Linked DNA regions of Drosophila melanogaster: region 2 is linked to region 1. The links are chromatin contacts, called in public Hi-C maps. All regions are on one chromosome and are shown on one strand. The core of a region is the stretch at or near the end of the contact, and the rest is flanking DNA. Distances in the headings are between cores, read along the strand shown.

What was found. Hi-C and Micro-C count contacts between places; a contact is called where the count stands out from the background.
Region 2: a contact with region 1 is called in a Hi-C map of the Kc167 cell line, with 2.8 times the contacts expected there. A contact is called at or near these places in 10 of 107 Hi-C or Micro-C datasets (the Kc167 cell line, the OSC cell line, embryo and 5 more) and 2 of 7 datasets of targeted methods (both in the Kc167 cell line).

What each region holds. Positions count from the first base shown.
Region 1 is chr3R:24,268,581-24,274,116 of dm6, forward strand. jar (jaguar) reads right to left here and starts at 2,653. Exons shown (of 17, transcript NM_079754.4): 1 at 2,319-2,653. It overlaps Orct2 (Organic cation transporter 2), which reads left to right and starts at 4,449. Exons shown (of 1, transcript NM_001275978.2): 1 at 4,449-5,536. The coding sequence starts at 4,850.
Region 2 is chr3R:24,571,201-24,576,736 of dm6, forward strand. It overlaps lncRNA:CR46094 (long non-coding RNA:CR46094), which reads left to right and starts at 2,570. Exons shown (of 1, transcript NR_133443.1): 1 at 2,570-3,104. It overlaps REPTOR (Repressed by TOR), which reads right to left. Exons shown (of 5, transcript NM_170151.2): 2 at 5,264-5,318.

The DNA.
Region 1 (5,536 bases), core at 1,403-3,902:
AAAAATAAATAGCAGGTAAATATAATTCAGTTTCGTTGTAATGAGAATAATATAACCAAATTTATTGGCCACACAACTAGCAAATTGCAGAAAGTCGAGCCTCTTTCCCATCGAAAACTATAGCTATGCAAATCTATTTTCAGTCCCTTTGTTTTAAATGATTGTTTAACGATTGAAAAGTTATAAATAGACTGACAGTCATTAATCAAACGAAAGTAAAATTTTTTGACAAAAAAGTTGCAGATTATGGGATTATGGATTATGAATTTAAATGTTACTGTAACTATAAAAATGGTCGTATCATTATCATCATACATGATTCACATTAGTTAAGTGGTTGAAGTTTAAGCTTGAAATAATTTATTTATTTAGTGTTTAAAAATGAGTGCTATCTTATCATATTTACAACTGTATTCCGAATATATAGTTTGAATCACCGTTGATATATTTTTGAACAGGAAACTGAAACGGAACTTTCATTGCATATATTGATCCAATATTTTATAAGCACGTGTTGCGTTGGACAAACCAAAAAAAACTAATGTACATGAATAAAACAAGAGGGGCATGTACATAAAAAATCCATCAACGATGCCACGATAGAAGCAAAATACAACTGGAATTATGCTAATCGACTATCAAAACAAAAGCTGCAATTAAACCACACACTCTGGCTGACTTTCACTGCGAATCTTTGAACAATCGTCGGCCGTTTCAGTGTTTCTCTTTTTGTATTATATGCAAATTGGTCTAACGCATCTCGAGCCCAACTGCTGGCCACTCCAAAAAGATTGGTTTGCCTCCATTCGAGAAACTTTGGGCTACATATCTGTATAACCCGTCGAAGGTTCCATATAATTCATATAGGCAGCTGTCGGCGCTGACAATGGACGGCAATGGAGATCAGGATTGTGATCCTGCGATCCTGTCAGCTGTGTGGCGCGTGTTGGGAATTGCTTGCCACCCGGCGAGGGGGAGGTCACGTCGGTTTGAAAGGGGGTTGAACGGGGCTTGAGTGACAGCCAGCACAGGGACAACAACAGGACTTCCTCCAGTGCACCGCAAAGGATCTCGAATTATATGGAATTATATGCGCGACACCCTTGTGCGAATATTAGGTGAAATGATACAGTGATACCTCAATAAATCCATCAAATATTTATTATAAAGTAAAATGTCTTGGTTAAAGGGAAATGCAAATAGGTAAGTTAGTTTTAGCACCCATATAAACATTCTTGTTTGTTTCTAGCCACCGATTCCCGTGAACAAGGACAACATTCCTCACCCCCCCAGAGAAATATAGATACCCTGGCCACATGAAAGGGTATCGACGAACCCGTTTAATTGGCTTTAAAGTGTTCAGAATAGGTTGGGCACGTCTGCAAACATGGACACGCATGCGCAGGAGCGGCGTCCACATCCCTGCTCCTCCAGCTCCTACTCTGCCCCTATTTTCCACATAAATAAACGAAATGTGCCTCGAATGGGAAATCAGACGGCCAGTCAGTCGATCGGGGAGAACGACACTTGTGTCCCTGGTTGACAGGGAAGGGAGGGGGGTGTGGCTCCAAGAAATGTTTGCTCATTTCCGCACTCAATTAAAATGGTCGGGACACAAAACTATCTTTGAGTTTGCTTTAAAAACACAACAACAACAACTGTGAACTGACGACGTTGACATGGGCCCCTGTCTATAAATAGAATTATGTACATACACACACATATGGACACATGGAATAGGGTGCATGGTTGTGGGTGCGGGATGTGGATGAGGATGCGTGGTAGGAGGACAGCTGTGGGAATTGCAGGAATGGTGGTGACATTTGCTGTTGCGACTGCGCACTCCTTTTGTTCGATTTACGGTCACGTTTTCTGTTTGAACCTCCTGTTCTATAGAGAACTAATAATATTGGAGGGCAAACAAAACAAATATGAGTCATGGTTAGAATAAGTTTACCAAAGCCAGAAAAGAGCTAAATTCTATGTAACTACTTGGTATAGAAATTAATAAAATGTAATGATTAATTGTACTTTGGTTTAGTTTATGTGCAAAAAACGATTCCCAGTTGAAAGTACTCATATGTAGGGTGCAGTCACTTCCGCGATTGCTAATCGATTTCTTGTTTGCAACACTGGCATATTGTACATAGGTAACCAATTTTCGTGGACAAGAATGTGCCAATGTCAGGCGGAAAGGCGAAAAGCGCAAGTCAACAGAAAGCAAAAGGCAGCAAATCCGCCTTCACAGGTGACCACCACTCGCTGTCAGGCGGTTATCCCCTTACCCCTATTCCTCCAGAGAGATATTGGCCACTTACCTTAAGACGGCTGGAAATCTGTACGTGCGTAAGTTACTGGCAAATGGGGATTATGTTTCCGGGGACGCACACGAACACATTGATGAAGGCGCAATCCACTTGGAATCGATCTCCTGCGTGGATTTTGTTTGGTTCGAATTTAGAACTTGCAATTTATAGCCACGATACACTATTTCCAAAAGTTTGTAACACTTGAAGTATTTTCAGCTGGGTGTTGTGTTTGTTTGCCTCGGTTTTAACAGTTTAGATTTAAGATTCAAGCGGCGATCGGAAGGCGACCAGCACGAGCGTCTCGAATCGCGTACCGTCGCGTTGGAGAGTCGAGTCGAACTGAAATCAAATCCACAACAATCCACTTTTGGATTTTCGACTTCGAAAAGCAACGGCACCGAAACAACAACAAGCACGCGCAAAACAGCTGACCGCTAGAGGTGCCACCACCGCTGCCGATAGTTAGGGCGCAAAATCTGCCCTGCAGTGTGACCAGAGATTAGTTTTGGCGCTAATTTTAAATATGCGTTACTTTTCAAATCCATAATGGTTAGATGGGTTTTTAAGATACTCATTTTCGTAGATGCAGTAGTTTTTACTTATCCTATTTGTGTAGCCAGTTCTAAACTTAAAGCTTGGAATATGGTAATTTAAGATGCACCGCATATCAGTATATATAAACAGTATACTCTTCAAAAAGATTCACCGCTGATCGTGCTGTTTTTAAGTTTAATTATGAAAGATGCAAACGAAAATGGCCAAGTTTGAATGGAATGGGTTAAGAATGCGGTGTTATCGAGTGGTTCACTCTTCTGCAACACCTGCATCACGACTGGTCCACAGTCGCAGTGGTTTATCCGTCAGAATGTTGGATAGTGTTGTACTCAGTTCTCAGTACTATACTATAATTATTTCAGCAAAGCAAGAAGATTTGGCAACTTTTCAAAATATAGATTTCGATGGCTGCACAACGGTGCGTTCTCATATTCTTGTTCCCTATATATTTTAAGTTTAGTGACGTGGAGCAGGACAATTGGTTCCCACATACCGCCCGTACTCTTTGTAAAAGTTCCAAGAGGGGTTGTTTAATGAATAAAAAGTGAGGTGACTAATTATTTTCCTGTCCTTAACTTTACCAGCTACCACCACCACCTGGATGCATTCTGGGGATCAAATATTCCGCCAGCCTTTGTTGCAAATATTTAGATAAATAACACTAGCGAATGAACGAGAAACGAGTGTGAAATAGGAGCCATTGTATCGTACGATTTTCCGTCTTTGATTTTTCGCTCTCATAATGGGTCAGCGCCCCGCTTATTAATTGAGCTCAATCAGGAGCGTCTTTATTAATTGTCGCAGGGGTATATTGTGTTTTACTAACTATAGTAAGTTATAAGTTATAAGTAAGTATGGTTGAACCCTTCTAACTTTGTAATACTAGATTTCAAAGTTGAAGTTACTTGGTGTACTTGCTTAACTATAAGATATAATTTTCTAATGAAACTAAGTTCTTTTAGCTGATGAAAACTGGTATCTCAACGAACAAGAATGGGTATCTCTTAGTCGCTAGACTCAACTGCGACCATTTCTTTGTATTTTTGCAATACCCGCTTAATTGTCTGTCTGTCGCAGCGCAGCTCAATTGGAAGTGAAAGAGAGCGCGTAGGTCTGAGTGATCGTGATCGCCTGATTGACAAACGACTGCCATCGGATGAGGCATTCGAGTTTCCACTTACCTGGCTTACCTGGCTGCAAGCGGCTGTGCAAATGGAAATTGGTAGAGGCTTTCCCCGTAAGTGGCCGGGGATCGGTGTAATTTGCTACCAAAAACGACTAGGGGTGGCTCCGTACCATGTTAGTCATATCTCCACCTTCTCCTCGTCCGCCTGAAGTGGTTGTATCTGGGTATTGCTATCTTGGTATTAGAGACCCGCTCTCCCGATTCCATATCGATTCCACTGAGAGTGCGCATGCAGCCGGCGTTTGTTTGCCGTTCTTCTTTTCGCATATAACATAAACAGTCGGATATATCCGAGCACCAGAGAGGGTCGGATATATAGCCGCCTTTGCTGTTGTCCCTGTCGGTTGGCATGAGCTATTGTTTTTGGCTTCGGTTTGGTCTTGGTTTGGTTTGGATAGTCAGTTCGGTTTCGTTGGCCTGAGGTGACGCATCTAGATAGCGGGTTGCCGGTTTCTTTCGCGAAGTGCCCTTGTTTTTCCACCGCGGTTTCACTTCCTCTCCCTGGCCAACATATTTGGGCAACACGTGTTGGCCGATAATTGCCGGAACCGAGACGGAGAATTCTCGCTCTCCCTCTCTCTAGGGAGCAAAGTACACGTCACAACGGAGCAGAGAGTCCACTCTATTTCTCGGAAACTTGCGAGTGCGTCGACATCACGAGATTGTGCCAAAAAAGCATAGCGTTTCCGATTTGGTGTTTTATTATACCGGCGCCACTCGACGAAGTCAGTTGCGCGAACGGAATCTAATATTTAGATTCGTGGACTCTGGACAAAAGTGTTGAGTGTGCAGTTTAGCCATGGGCTACGATGAGGCCATCATCCATCTGGGTGATTTTGGACGCTATCAGAAGATCATCTACTTTCTCATCTGCCTAACATCCATACCAGTTGCCTTCCACAAGCTGGCCGGGGTGTTCCTGCTGGCCAAACCGGACTTCCGGTGCGCCCTGCCCTTCGAGAATGGAAGTAGCTACGACTTGCCCACCCACCTGTGGAACCTATCGTATCCGGAGAATGAAAGGTGCTCCTACTACGATGTGGATTACACGGAGGAGTACCTGAATGGCAGCATTCCACGGAGCAGCAACGAAACCAAGACCTGTTCCAGCTACGTTTACGATCGGAGCAAGTACCTCAATAGTGCGGTGACCGAGTGGAACCTGGTTTGTGGCAGGGATTTCATGGCAGCTACCAGTGATTCGCTCTTCATGCTGGGCGTGCTTCTGGGCAGCATTGTGTTTGGTCAACTGAGCGATAAGTACGGAAGAAAACCCATCCTCTTCGCCTCACTGGTCATCCAGGTGCTGTTCGGTGTTCTGGCTGGAGTGGCTCCGGAATATTTCACCTACACGTTCGCCAGGCTGATGGTGGGAGCCACCACTTCCGGAGTTTTCCTCGTGGCCTATGTGGTGGCCATGGAAATGGTGGGTCCGGACAAGCGCCTTTACGCCGGCATCTTCGTCATGATGTTCTTCTCCGTGGGA
Region 2 (5,536 bases), core at 1,320-3,819, 300 kb after region 1:
GATTAAACTTCTTCATTCTGCATCCCCTCTGTCGTTTAAAAGATATTTAAACATTTTTTAATACACCTATTTATGTGTATTCGTACCCACCTTATTTGTTTTTTTTCGTTTTTACACCTCGTTGCGTATAAACAAGTCAGAAAATGATGCTGTGATGATTTGTTGTAAAAGCGTTTTTAAATTACTTCCTCGAAGATTTTCAATTAAATGCACACGGTTTAAACAAATCCCTCTCGCGGTGTTTACAAATTAATTGATATTGTATTTTTGTTTAATTTTTCCTCATCCACATCCTCGTTTTCGCTTTTCGTTATTAATTATTATGCATATGGTGCGGTCCACGTTTATATGTAAATTTCATTGTTATTTCATGCGTGAGTGTGAGTTGTTTTTTTAACTAGGTCACACATGTAGCGATTAAGACGAAAATTTATTTATAATGAAGCACATTTGTAGTATATCTCATCCGAAGCACAGCACACCAAGCCAAACACACTCGGTTTGCTACATACACGAATTTTGATAAGCGGGGAGAAATCTTATCAGTGGCGACAAAGTTGGTGTTAATTTATTATTTGTATTATTCCGTACTGCGGGTTGCGGCACTCAATAATTTTTGTTGAAACTCGCTTCTAAATTAATGGCAAAAATTTACAACAAATTCTGATTAGCTTTGTTTGCTTTTTCAGCTACTTTATTCGCTTCGGATTGTTGTCAATTTTGCGGTTTCGACCGAGCAGCTGAGCGGCAAGCGAACAACTGATCGATGGAAGAGAGAGCGGAGCCTAAACTTGGGGCTTTTTGCTCTCTCTGCGCTCTCTGTATTTTATTTTTGTTCTTTTTGTTTTGGAGTGGGGTTCTAATAAGAATTTATATACATATATGTACGCACACAACAATATACACGTTTATATTATTCGGTAGGCGAATTCCAAAGCATTCGTCAAGTTTGGCAGCGTTTATGTTTGTTGGTTTATTTATTTATGCAAATTGGTATGGTTTTTTATGTCGTTGCCTCGGAAACTAGTTCGTTTCGTTAAATGCGGCTATTTCAAAAAACTTGTTTCTATTATGACAAATCTATTGGTTTTTCGGTTTTCTGATTTATTTCAATCTTCTCGGTACGCGTTAATTGTTTTCCTTCTCTCTTTTATTTTGATTATAACACTTTTTGTGTGCATGTGTGCTTTTATGTGCTGCCCAATACACTGGTTTTGTATTCTGGAGTCTCTTTAACGTTTTGTTGGATTATTTTTGTTGGTCTGCGCTCGTCAAACGTTCTTGACCGATTGATAAAAAGTGTGCAAAGCTCGGCGACAAAGCCAAAAAGCAGAGCGCCAAAAGCTCTCCAATCGCTTTTGTTTTGATTGTACAGCTGGAAGAGAGAACACGGAAAAAAACCGGTCCCTACATTAAATTAAAAGAATATTTTTTTAAGTGGTATGCAAAACCAAGATAGTTTTTGTTTTCATTTAATAAAATTACACATTGGTATTAAATATTTTTTTCGGTGTGAGTAGCGCAGCTTATGAGAGCGCATGCCCCACCATCTCTCCCACTCACACACCTAACGAATGTCTGTTGCTTCTTTCACTTCGTCTTTTCCATTTTGGAGAGAGAGCAAGAAGAGGGGAATAAGAGAGGCGGAACAAAAAGCTCGAGTACAGTCTGTTGTTTTGGTTTTTATTATTCTTCTGCTTTTTGCATTTGATTATTAAATAAATTCATTTACAAAGCTTTTCCGCCACTCTCTCCTTCTTCCCTTACCTCTCTTGTTTCCTCTTCCTATCACCCTCTATTTTGACGTCACTTTCGTTGTTTACTTCAGCTTGTTTTCCCTTTTCTTGCACATTCGCCGCCGTTGTTGTTGTTCTCGTTCGGTCTTTTTTATGCAAATTTTTGTTATGAAATTGTCTGGCGCTTTGATTTCGATTTGATTTTATTTTTCGCCAGTGTAAAAATAAACTTGTTTACAACAATCGAAAAATACAAAATACTATAAGTATTTTGCCATTGCAGAATTAAGTAAAATTGCAAGCAATAAAAGAAGCAGAATGCGCGCGTTTTTCCTCGCTGACGTTGCACTTTTTTTTGCACACGATCTTTATTAGTTTGTTTATAACAAAACGAATCAAGAGATCGCAAAAACAGCAGTATCAATTCAACTTCTGAATCCACCGCCTATCACTTGGATTCTTTTAGATACTTTTGTATCTCATTTCTGCGATCGATTTGTCTGAGTTTCCTGTGAACTTCTCGGATATTTTCAGCTGATGAAATTATGCCCCATTAAAGAGTAATGCGATACAGCTTAGTTGGCATTATGAACGTGGAAAACTGAAACTTCAGCGGATATATTTTACTCGGCTTTTATCAGGTTGGGTTTTTGTTTATATTATATTGAATTCTGATAAAATCGTTATTTGTTTATATTTCAACTGGTGATAAAAGCATACTAGGAATTCACTGATTTCCCTGAATTCCCATTTCGGAATTAATCAGAACTGTCAATCATAGCCTTGTATGATGTATGTATGTGTGATGTATGTCATTTATGTACATTTAATATATTCAAGAATTCTTCATAGATAAACCAACTTCAAACTGCATTTATTTTTGTAACTTCCAAGGACCCACTGAAATTTATTACCTTAAAGATACCAGGCAACATGAAGGGTCTGCAAATTCGATTAAATTAAATTTTAGCGACACATAATGGAAATTCTGGACAGGAGAGGAAAATAACCAACTGACGCACGGAGTTACATGTGTATATTTGTTATTTATACAGTAGCTGCTGTGGCAGAAAATCACGACCATGTCCTTGAATACGAAATTGCGACCCAACTTGCAGAGGGAACGCCAAGGATACGTAGGGAGCAGCAAGGATAACAGCCCGATCCCACGCTCTGTTTAACACCCTCAACCGCCACGACAAAAGCACAAATTGTTTATACGTACATATATACAGCTGCGGTGAAAATAATAGCACCGGAAGTGCAGGGATTTAGGATATAGATAAAAATAGTTCTTATACAAAAGAAAGAAATTGTAATTTATGTACAGTTAATTAGTTAGTATTTTTGAAATAAACCTTTTAATTGAAATCTTGTTATTTCCAAAATTTCATTTATAATTGTTCAATATAAAATTGTCCGTTTAAGTAAGCTTTACATAGAAAATCGTTTTATATCATTTTCATATCGTTTTCATTTTCATATCGTTATATTTGTGACCTCGACTGTATTTATCCCTGTTCAAGGAGGCATGTAGAATGATTTTCAAGGACGTGGGCGCCGGCATTTGAGTATTTACAATATATATTCCCGATACCCGACGCCGCCTACGTAACAAAGTGGGATTAGATACATACATAGCTATGTATGCATTTGTATATGTACATATGTACTTTAGGGATGCGTGGGCTTTACGATTCGGGTTCCATGGGATCGAAGCTCCACACTTTCACTTTCGCTTTTCCTGCGCCAAAGTTCAAGGCAGTGCAAAGCTTCGAAGACCTTGAATAGCTTTTTTTCTTCCTTTTTTTTCGTGGGCGTTGTCCTTCGTCGGCGATTTCAATGGTCGTTTCCCCACACAATCCACAATCTTATTTATGCATAGGCGCGAGTTTTCCGTTCGCTGTGAATTTTGACCAATTCGGAAGCACGCCAAGGCATAAATAATCCCTTATTAATTAATTAGATTTTGGGCCGCGTATCCCTTTTTCCACAAGGCCATGTGACAACGCCCAGAGCTTTGGTTTAAGCCTTTCGCTAAGCTTCCCGGCGAAAGGCTTTCTCGCGAATCGATGTTGTTTTTGTTATGAATAAGCAGAAGCACAACAAAAATGCCAACCGCAGACTGTCAAGGACAGTGGGCGTAAAGTGGGCGAACCGAGTGGGCATCACCGAGATGTCCTTCCGAACTCGAGCATTTCTGCGTCGTAATTTTCCAGCACAGCAGCGGGAAAATGGCGAAAATCCACCCCCAAGGTTTTGGTTCATTCTCTTTGCCATCTTTTTATTTCTCTCTTTTTTTGTTGTTGTTTTTATGGGGGCTAGCCGGCTGGTGTGCGTACACAAAGTCTATACACTGATGCAGTCCTTACAGATATCCCCACAGCCCCACATCCCCGCATCCACATCCACATTCAGCGGAGACGTTGTTGTGACGCGTATCGATTTGTTTATGTTTATCAAATGGAAATTGGCACAAGGGGCCCCAGACGAGGCAACACCTCATTTCTAGGGCTAAATAACAATGGCACATTTCTGCACCACGCAGAATCATGCGTGGGTGTCAATATGTTTTCTCATTTTCTCTTGGCCACCCCCAGAAAACTTTTCCACTTTCTCCCCATTTTGGTCGCTACTAATTTTCACTCATTTAATAATGTTCAAACTGTTCAAACAAAGGGATTCGAATTTCACAGTATTCCAGGAAAATCAATTAAATTACCCCATCTTTGGCGAATCAAAAAAAGTATGAATAAATAATCCGTCGGATGATGTCAAAGTAGAGTCATAACTTCCTTTCCATGGAATCAATAGAATCATTTAAAAAGGGCTAAGCTGCACAATTTAATCCCTGCTAAAATCGTACCACTTTGCTAAACGTGATTTCACTGGACTTTTTAGATTTTCGATGAGCTATATACGTCCACCAGTAGCTCAAATAGAACGCTTGCTCACATGCACGCGGCATGTGATGGGGAAAGCATTTAGCAATTTGCTAGCTTGTATAAACAATTTTTTTCCCATTTTCCTTAGCTCGTTTTTTTTTTTTTGCTGATTTGCAAGCTACACGTTCATTGGCCCCAACAGCAACAACAAAGTGTGCTGATAAAAAATAATAACAAAATATATACATGTACAAAAATAAGACTGACAGCGCATTCAGCACAACTAAGCATTTATTTTGGCGGTATACTAGAAGAAAAAAAAAAGCCAAGACCATTGACTCTATTTTCCCGAAGACCAACTCAAGTCAAGTTCAGGGCCAATCGCCAATCAGTTGCTACTACTACTCATGGCTATATTTTCTGGTTTTTGTGGAGAAACATGGTTGGACCACTGGACATTATCTAATATAGCACGTCACCACCCATGGGGAAAAGTATAAATAACCATGGACAAAAAGCTCAAGTCTAAATATAATCAATTTAATAAATTAAGTTGTCAACGAATGAAATATGTGTTTATATATTCATGACTTATGTTTACAATAATTAAGGTACCCAAGAAATCGTAGCATCAAAACTTACCTCACTAATTACTTTGGCAATTTTTCAAAATGCAATGCACTATTTAAATGCCAACCTGCAAATGGAAACAAAGAAAACCGTATTTAAATATCAAAGCTAAATGTAATTTGCATTTATACATGGAAAGAACAAAGTGCGAAATGAGTTAGGCACACTAATGGAGAATAGCGAAATATTTAGTTTTCTATATTAATAACTTTTAGCTGTTTGGTTCAATGGTTGCAGACGACGTCGGCGATAGCATGTAATATATATAATATATATATATAGATA